2 separate regions of the Zea mays genome follow, and region 2 is linked to region 1. The links are chromatin contacts, called in public Hi-C maps. All regions are on one chromosome and are shown on one strand. The core of a region is the stretch at or near the end of the contact, and the rest is flanking DNA. Distances in the headings are between cores, read along the strand shown. Region 1 has its middle 25 kb from the start of LOC103639392. Region 2 holds the start of LOC100285558.

What was found. A called contact is a pair of places that touch in the nucleus more often than the background predicts.
Region 2: a contact with region 1 is called in a Hi-C map of bundle sheath, with 1.8 times the contacts expected there. The contact joins the promoter of LOC100285558 here to the enhancer-like site in region 1. A contact is called at or near these places in 7 of 25 Hi-C or Micro-C datasets (bundle sheath, ear, endosperm and 2 more).

The regions. Positions count from the first base shown.
Region 1 is chr9:150,984,633-150,987,864 of Zm-B73-REFERENCE-NAM-5.0, forward strand. No RefSeq gene overlaps it. Among protein-coding and RNA genes, the nearest start is that of LOC103639392, 25 kb to the right of the region's middle. Within about 2 kb of position 1,624, at least 6 of the 20 cell types and tissues checked have an H3K27ac peak or open chromatin away from gene starts, as enhancers often do. A contact at or near this core is called in bundle sheath, where this site is marked.
Region 2 is chr9:151,021,790-151,025,021 of Zm-B73-REFERENCE-NAM-5.0, forward strand. It overlaps LOC100285558, which reads right to left and starts at 1,751. Exons shown (of 8, transcript NM_001372303.1): 1 at 1,365-1,751. The coding sequence starts at 1,631.

The DNA of each region.
Region 1 (3,232 bases), core at 374-2,873:
TAGACATCTTAGTAATAAACTAATTCAATGTTTCATTAAAATAGACAATGGGAGCTACATGCATGTTATTAAGCATAGGATTCTAACTATGCAACTTTGGTGGGTTAGGTAGAAACTTATTATACCCCGTTGAAGGTAGATTCACCGTTGTTTCATATTTGGTTCACATATTTCAATTTGAATTAGGAACGCTTGAGCGGTCATTGGCACAGATGTGCTAGCTCCACCTAAATTGGTTCTGTCGGTTTTAAATGGTGAAGAGGACAATTTGGACGTTAGTTGCCACATAAAGACCTAAATTTTCATAATAATTATATGAAATGTTGTATTGAGGTTGTTTAGCATGCTCTTGAACCGATAAATGAATATAGTCGGTTCTTTTACGCTCTAGCTTATCAAAGCGTGTCATAAACTCATAATCATATCAATAACAGTTGCACGGTTATTATCGATAACAACCTTTTGATCATCCAACATCTTAGAGAATAGCATAAGCTGGATAAATATTCATTACCTTTTCATTAACCTTTACCTCTGGTGGTGTAGTTGATGTAGATGTAACCAGGCTCATGAAATTGAGTCACTTTATCCCGTCGATCTTTAGTACAGCTCTCTGAGAAAGCTTTTAGTTTGACATCAAAACTCGGCTTGAATTTTTTTGATGAAGCTCATGAGTAGGGTTGCAGTTTGGCTAGATTTTAAGGATGGCCTAGCCGGCTTTATTAGTGATCAGTCTGACCAGGTTAGAGGACCGGCATAGCCATCTATATATAGGTAGAGGCAGTGCCTTTTGCTTTGTTCCAATTTTACATGCCAAAACACAGGTGTAATAGTGACCAGATCTCGAGTTCTTCTCGGCCATGTTTTTGTCATCATTCGCTTCCTAGTTTCGTATTCCATAAGCACGTATGCCAGTCATTCCGGAACGAAATCCTCCTCTAGCTAGCAGCAAGTTAATCACCCGGTCGGTCAGATATGCTGTCAGGCGCTCATCAGCAGATCAATCGTTCCAGAAACACCAAAAAAACATTACGCACGCTGAACAAGAATGTCCCGAGATAATTATCCCATGCATAATCCTGTTCCTGCTCCTGCTCCCATCTAGATTACTTATTCTATCTCGCACTGCACCCTTTGATCCGCTATATATATCTATATATTCACAGATTACGCATGCAAGGCTGATGATGCCAATGACACTGGGCAAGAAGTTTGTCCCTACGCCTGGTGATGCCCACCTCACCATAGCTAGCTAGTCAAAGGCATAGCCTTTCTAAAAGTTAATAAAATGGCAACTAGATCAGCCCCCTGCTAGTAGCTCATCGCGATGCACATCCCGTTTGACTTATGGATCGATGCGCCATGATAATGCCGCCTCAATACATATATCGCGAGATCTTGTTCCCGGCGGCTCGTGCGTCGTCGTCGCTGCTTTAATTTGCTGACGGATTCTTTCCAGGCCATTATATTGGTTCTGACCTAACAAATGAAAGCCCAAACAAACAGAAGTGTTATCCGCCGGCCGTAGTCCCTTTCCAAAGGGGCCATATATATATATGGCAGCAATTATATGCCATCGTCGCTTTGCATGCTGCATGACCAAATGATTGGCCGCCGGCGCACTTTGGTATTAGCCCCACGAACAAGGCCGATTCAACTGGACAGAAAGCAGACAAAAGATCTCGACGTGATCTCAGCGGCTTGTTGGCTATGTATCAATCATTCGCGTGTGCTTACTTCCCGCAAGACACCAAGAATCTGTGAACGGTAAAAACAAAACTGCTAGCTAGCTGCCTAGCTAGCTAGGTTGATATATTATTCACAGCCCGGCGGGATGTTTTATTTAATTACACCGTGAAGACTGAAGAGATTCAGAGAGGCCCAGGTGTTGCAAGATGAACTGAAAACTTGGCCTTTCGCAGAGGACGCAGTCGTATTTTCAGGACTTCTTTTTTTTTGCTCGAGTCAGTGGACACTTTGCAGGCCAGAGAGGTACTAATAAACCGATGTTATCTTTTTTCCTATGACAGACATGAAATCACAGTTTCGTTTTCACTGCTCGTCACGACGACGTCTGAAAACTATGCATTGGCATAGGATTCCTCAGGGCCCCTTGTGCCGTGGCCGCGTCTTCGTCTCCTCTTGGCGGCGCCTGCGACTGATCTAGAGACGCTTTGAGCACATGGACAAATCGATCCCGAGATGCTGCCTTATCACACGGAATCCTTCTTGAGTTGTGAAGAATGTGGCGATTTCGTTCCCACACACATGCATGCATGAGCGAGCAGATTTCCACAGCGCTCTCGAGAGAAAGCAGCAGATGAGATGATCTGCCTTTGTGCCAAGTGTCGACGACGCATTTCCCCTCTCGCTGTGTGGAGATTATATCATTAGCGCCGCGTGTGTAGTGCTTTTGTTTATTTAGTGGGACTGAACCGAATAGTCGGCAACAACTACTTGCGGCCTAGTTAGGCCAGAGCCTGCTAAACCAAGAAACGGGGGCGAGTTGGGCTACATAATTTATGCAAGCAAGATATATATATACACAAACGTTACGGCTGCTAATTTTTATAAACCTTGATGTCTAAGGGTTGGATACACATGAAGTCCGCTCAGAACAATCATGAACTGAATTAACAAGTGTCGGATTAGTTGAGCTGCTAGATCATCCTGGTCCAATCACGAGAATGGACAAACAGAAGGGACAATAATACGGCCTGAAAAAGCATAAGTACGCAGCTAGTGCAGTCAGTAGTCAGTCAGTACTCGACTACTCGTGCGCGCATAAAGAAAAAAAGAAAAGGCCTTAGACACAGAATTATTGGTGCACCATTGGTGAAAGACACACCCAAAAGTATTCCGTTTTCTACTTGATCTAGACGAGAATATAAGAGGGTGAGGTCAGAGTTCATTCCCGCACCTTCAATAATTTGGACTACTAACTCCAACATCCCCCACACACAACACTGGATAGCCTTAGCAACATATCTGTCATCATATCCTCACTCTATCCCAAAAGGAATGCATCTGTAGTGAATGATGTTCACTTTTATAGCTCCAATTCAGTTTATTATGAAAATATGTTTCGTAATTAATCTAGCTAATGGTATTTACTTGATATAAATATTGATACCTTTTTATCTACAATAACCTCATGCATTGCAACGGTGCACAATCATTATTGATACATGCAAAAAAATAAATTTAATATGAAAGGGAACATATAGTCCAT
Region 2 (3,232 bases), core at 501-3,000, 37 kb after region 1:
GGATTAGTGTATAAAAAAATCCCATGGAAGGAATATTTCATATGGGTAAGGATATTTATTGGTTGCTTTGTATCATACATATAACCATTTCTGATGTGAATATTATCTGCAAACAAATGGAAAATAGTCAATTCAAGTAACAGGACAAGGCCACATTTTCGTTTTGATGTTACATCGCTCTCAGAGTAGCTTGGAGTCATGTGCAGTTAATTTGGTCAGCAGAATTGATTGGAGAATTCTCTTTTCTTTGACCTAAACTAGTTTGTCAATTCATTAATGTTGAGAAAGGGCACATCAGTACAGTGTTGAATCAACTGCCATGTACGTTCATAAAAAAATTAGTAAGGTCCTCCAGCAACATTTTCTTCAAGGTAAACTTACAATTTCAACATAGCACTTTGAAAAATATTAAGCATGCCTAGTCATTTTACTATACAGAATTGTTCTTAGTGTCCGCGATCAAGAGAACTGATGTTTGAGGCTTAAACGTATAATCTTCCTTGGCTGTTGCTTTATCCCTCCTCGCCCCTCTGTCTTTCATTCTCCATCCAAAAAGGCTGTGGCTAAGAATTGACTAGTTCATTACAGGGTGTTCAGGTATTGCAAAATGATTTAGGCCCTGTTTGGAAGCAACCTAGTTTTTTAGAATCCAATTTTTATCTTAGTTTTTTAGAAACTGTTTTATGAAGGAAAAATACTGGTTTATGGTGTTTGGAACCACCTCAATTTTCATAAACTGGTTTTAGCTAGGGAAGGCTAGCTTCTTGTTTTTAAAGAAACTAAGAATCCAGTTTCTACAAACTAGGATATAAATTAATGTTTGGAACTACATCAGTTTTTATGAATAAGTTTCTTATAAACTGGGTACTTCCAAACAGACCCTTAATTGGAGAAGGGAAAATTCTCCATTATCAGTTGGACGACAACAAAATTTGGCAGCGCCTAACTGCCATAAGCCACACAAACTCCATGTCCAAAAAAGGAACAGTGACACCGACAGAAACCTCACTTTCCACAGACACAGCAAACATGCAAAATTCACCAACGTAGTTGCAACAAAACCACAATATCTTCTGTTTCTGAATCTACCTCTGAGACATATGAACAACCGTGATCAGAACCGTCAGAAAGAAAATTGGATGTCTTTAATAATAAAATAATAACTAAGTAAAAGCATGCAAAAACAGGACCTAAGTTGTTCTTGGGTCTGCAAGCAATTCATGCCAAAAAAAAAAGTTCTTCACGCCCAGCTAGCAGTACGCAATTTAAAATACGATACTGCCGATTTTTTTTCAATATAAAAACTCTCAACTTTTAGTCATCTAGTGGAACCATGCCAAAAAAGATGAGACAAGGGAAACCACCTTTCCGAGCGTGTACGCCAGCGCAGATCCAGCCACTCCGGCGCCGACGATGATGACGTCCGTCCCGACGTCGGGACCCGCGCCGTCACCGACCGCGCAGCCTGCCTCCGGCGCGGGTTTCCCTTCCACCGGAGGCGCCTGGGCCCGGGCCCGGGCCCGGCGGCGGCGCCCCAGCACGGCCGCAACAAGGACCGCCACGATGAGCGTGGCCGTGGCAGCGCCAATGAGGTGGAGCCCGACGCCGCCAGCGGCGGCCATAGCAGCCATGCTGCAATGAGGCCGCCTCGTGTCGCTCCCTGGGACCTTGCGGTGCGCGGCGCGTTTGCGGCCTTGCGTGTGGGGGCTTCTTCAGGGTTGCGAGGGGGGCAGGGAGGGAGAGGAGAGCGGTTTGATGCGTCTGGGGCGAGGCGTAGGCGGGGCAGAGAGAGAGGAACGATGGGACGAGGCGTCTCTTCGAGATTCTTCCGCGTTTTATATGGGAGGAGAGCTGGAGAGGAGGAGGTTGAGGCCGCTCCGCTCGCCGCCAAGTCTGCATCGCTGGCCGGCGGGCTTGGCTTAGCTGGATTTTTCTGAATTCCTACAAATTTGTATGCAGGCTTCATTTTCTGCTTACGAGCAACGTGGCCGTATGCTGCACGGGAAGTACGCTTTATTGGACCGTCACATAAATAATTTGAGACTCAGAGATTTTTTTCTAATAATTTGTAATATGTTGTAGTACACTTTGCAATCGAACTCTACACCAATGGTTGACACGTCTTAAAGTCGGACTTCGTACCGCATTTCTATATAATAATAAAGAATACTGTCCGGTTGCCACATTTCTTCTATACAATGCTGGATGGGTCCAGAGATCTGGAGTGAAGTGATATTTGGAAATTAAAAATTCGGAGCCCCAGTTGTGTACGTGACAGTACAACCAACCATACGTACGTTTCGTCTATTAAAGATCCAAAAGTCTATCCTGTCCCTTCTATTGTATATCCCCTACCTGCACCGCCAGCGACGATCACTGGTCAACATTTCGTCACACGAGTAGAAAAGAAGCGGCCGCGTGGTGGGGCCGCGCCATCACGTGCACTGCAGCCGCATCATCGACGCACTCACTCGATCCGTCCAAAAACGATTTTCGTTTTTTTTTGTTAGAACACAATTGTCATATTTGTTAAGAGTAATAGTCGAGATCTGTAAAAATTGAGTAACAGTTAGTTAAATTTATATCTAAATGCGGGAATGCAATTTGGATTGATATATTAGTTTTTTTACTAGATGTATGCCTGTACTTACTTGGGGTCACGAATTATTGTTCACATGTTTTGACGGAGGTTTTGTTTACTTTTTTTATAAAAAACTAATAAACTGTTTTGCATCGAAACAATAACTGTTCCTGAACCATTCCAGTCTTGCATATTTCTTTCTTTAGTTACTATTTATCAACTAAAAGTCATATTCCGCTTCTATTTCTCTTTTTGCACGTACGTCACGCGCAGTCCTCCTCGTACGTCAGGCCAAGGCCAACATGCATGCGAAGGATTGTCGTGATGACGTCGGTGTTTGTCTCCACCAGCATCGTCCACAGGAACGGCCCGGCGACGATCGAGCAGCGCGCTGTCGTCGGCTCTGTCCGCCGCGGCTGCATCAGCTCGGCGAAGGCCGACCAGCACCGCCCACCACCGTGGAACTACGCGCTCACAGGGTCCCGCAGCGGCAACGACTAACCGGGTATGGACCACCAAGCCATGAAGCTTGTCTGTCTGTGTCCGAGCAACGGCTCTGTCCGACGCTCTCGCCGGATGCACCATCTCAAGACGCACGAACAGCGGCGCCGACGTGGACAATTTGACACCACGCGCACGAGCTCGATTGTA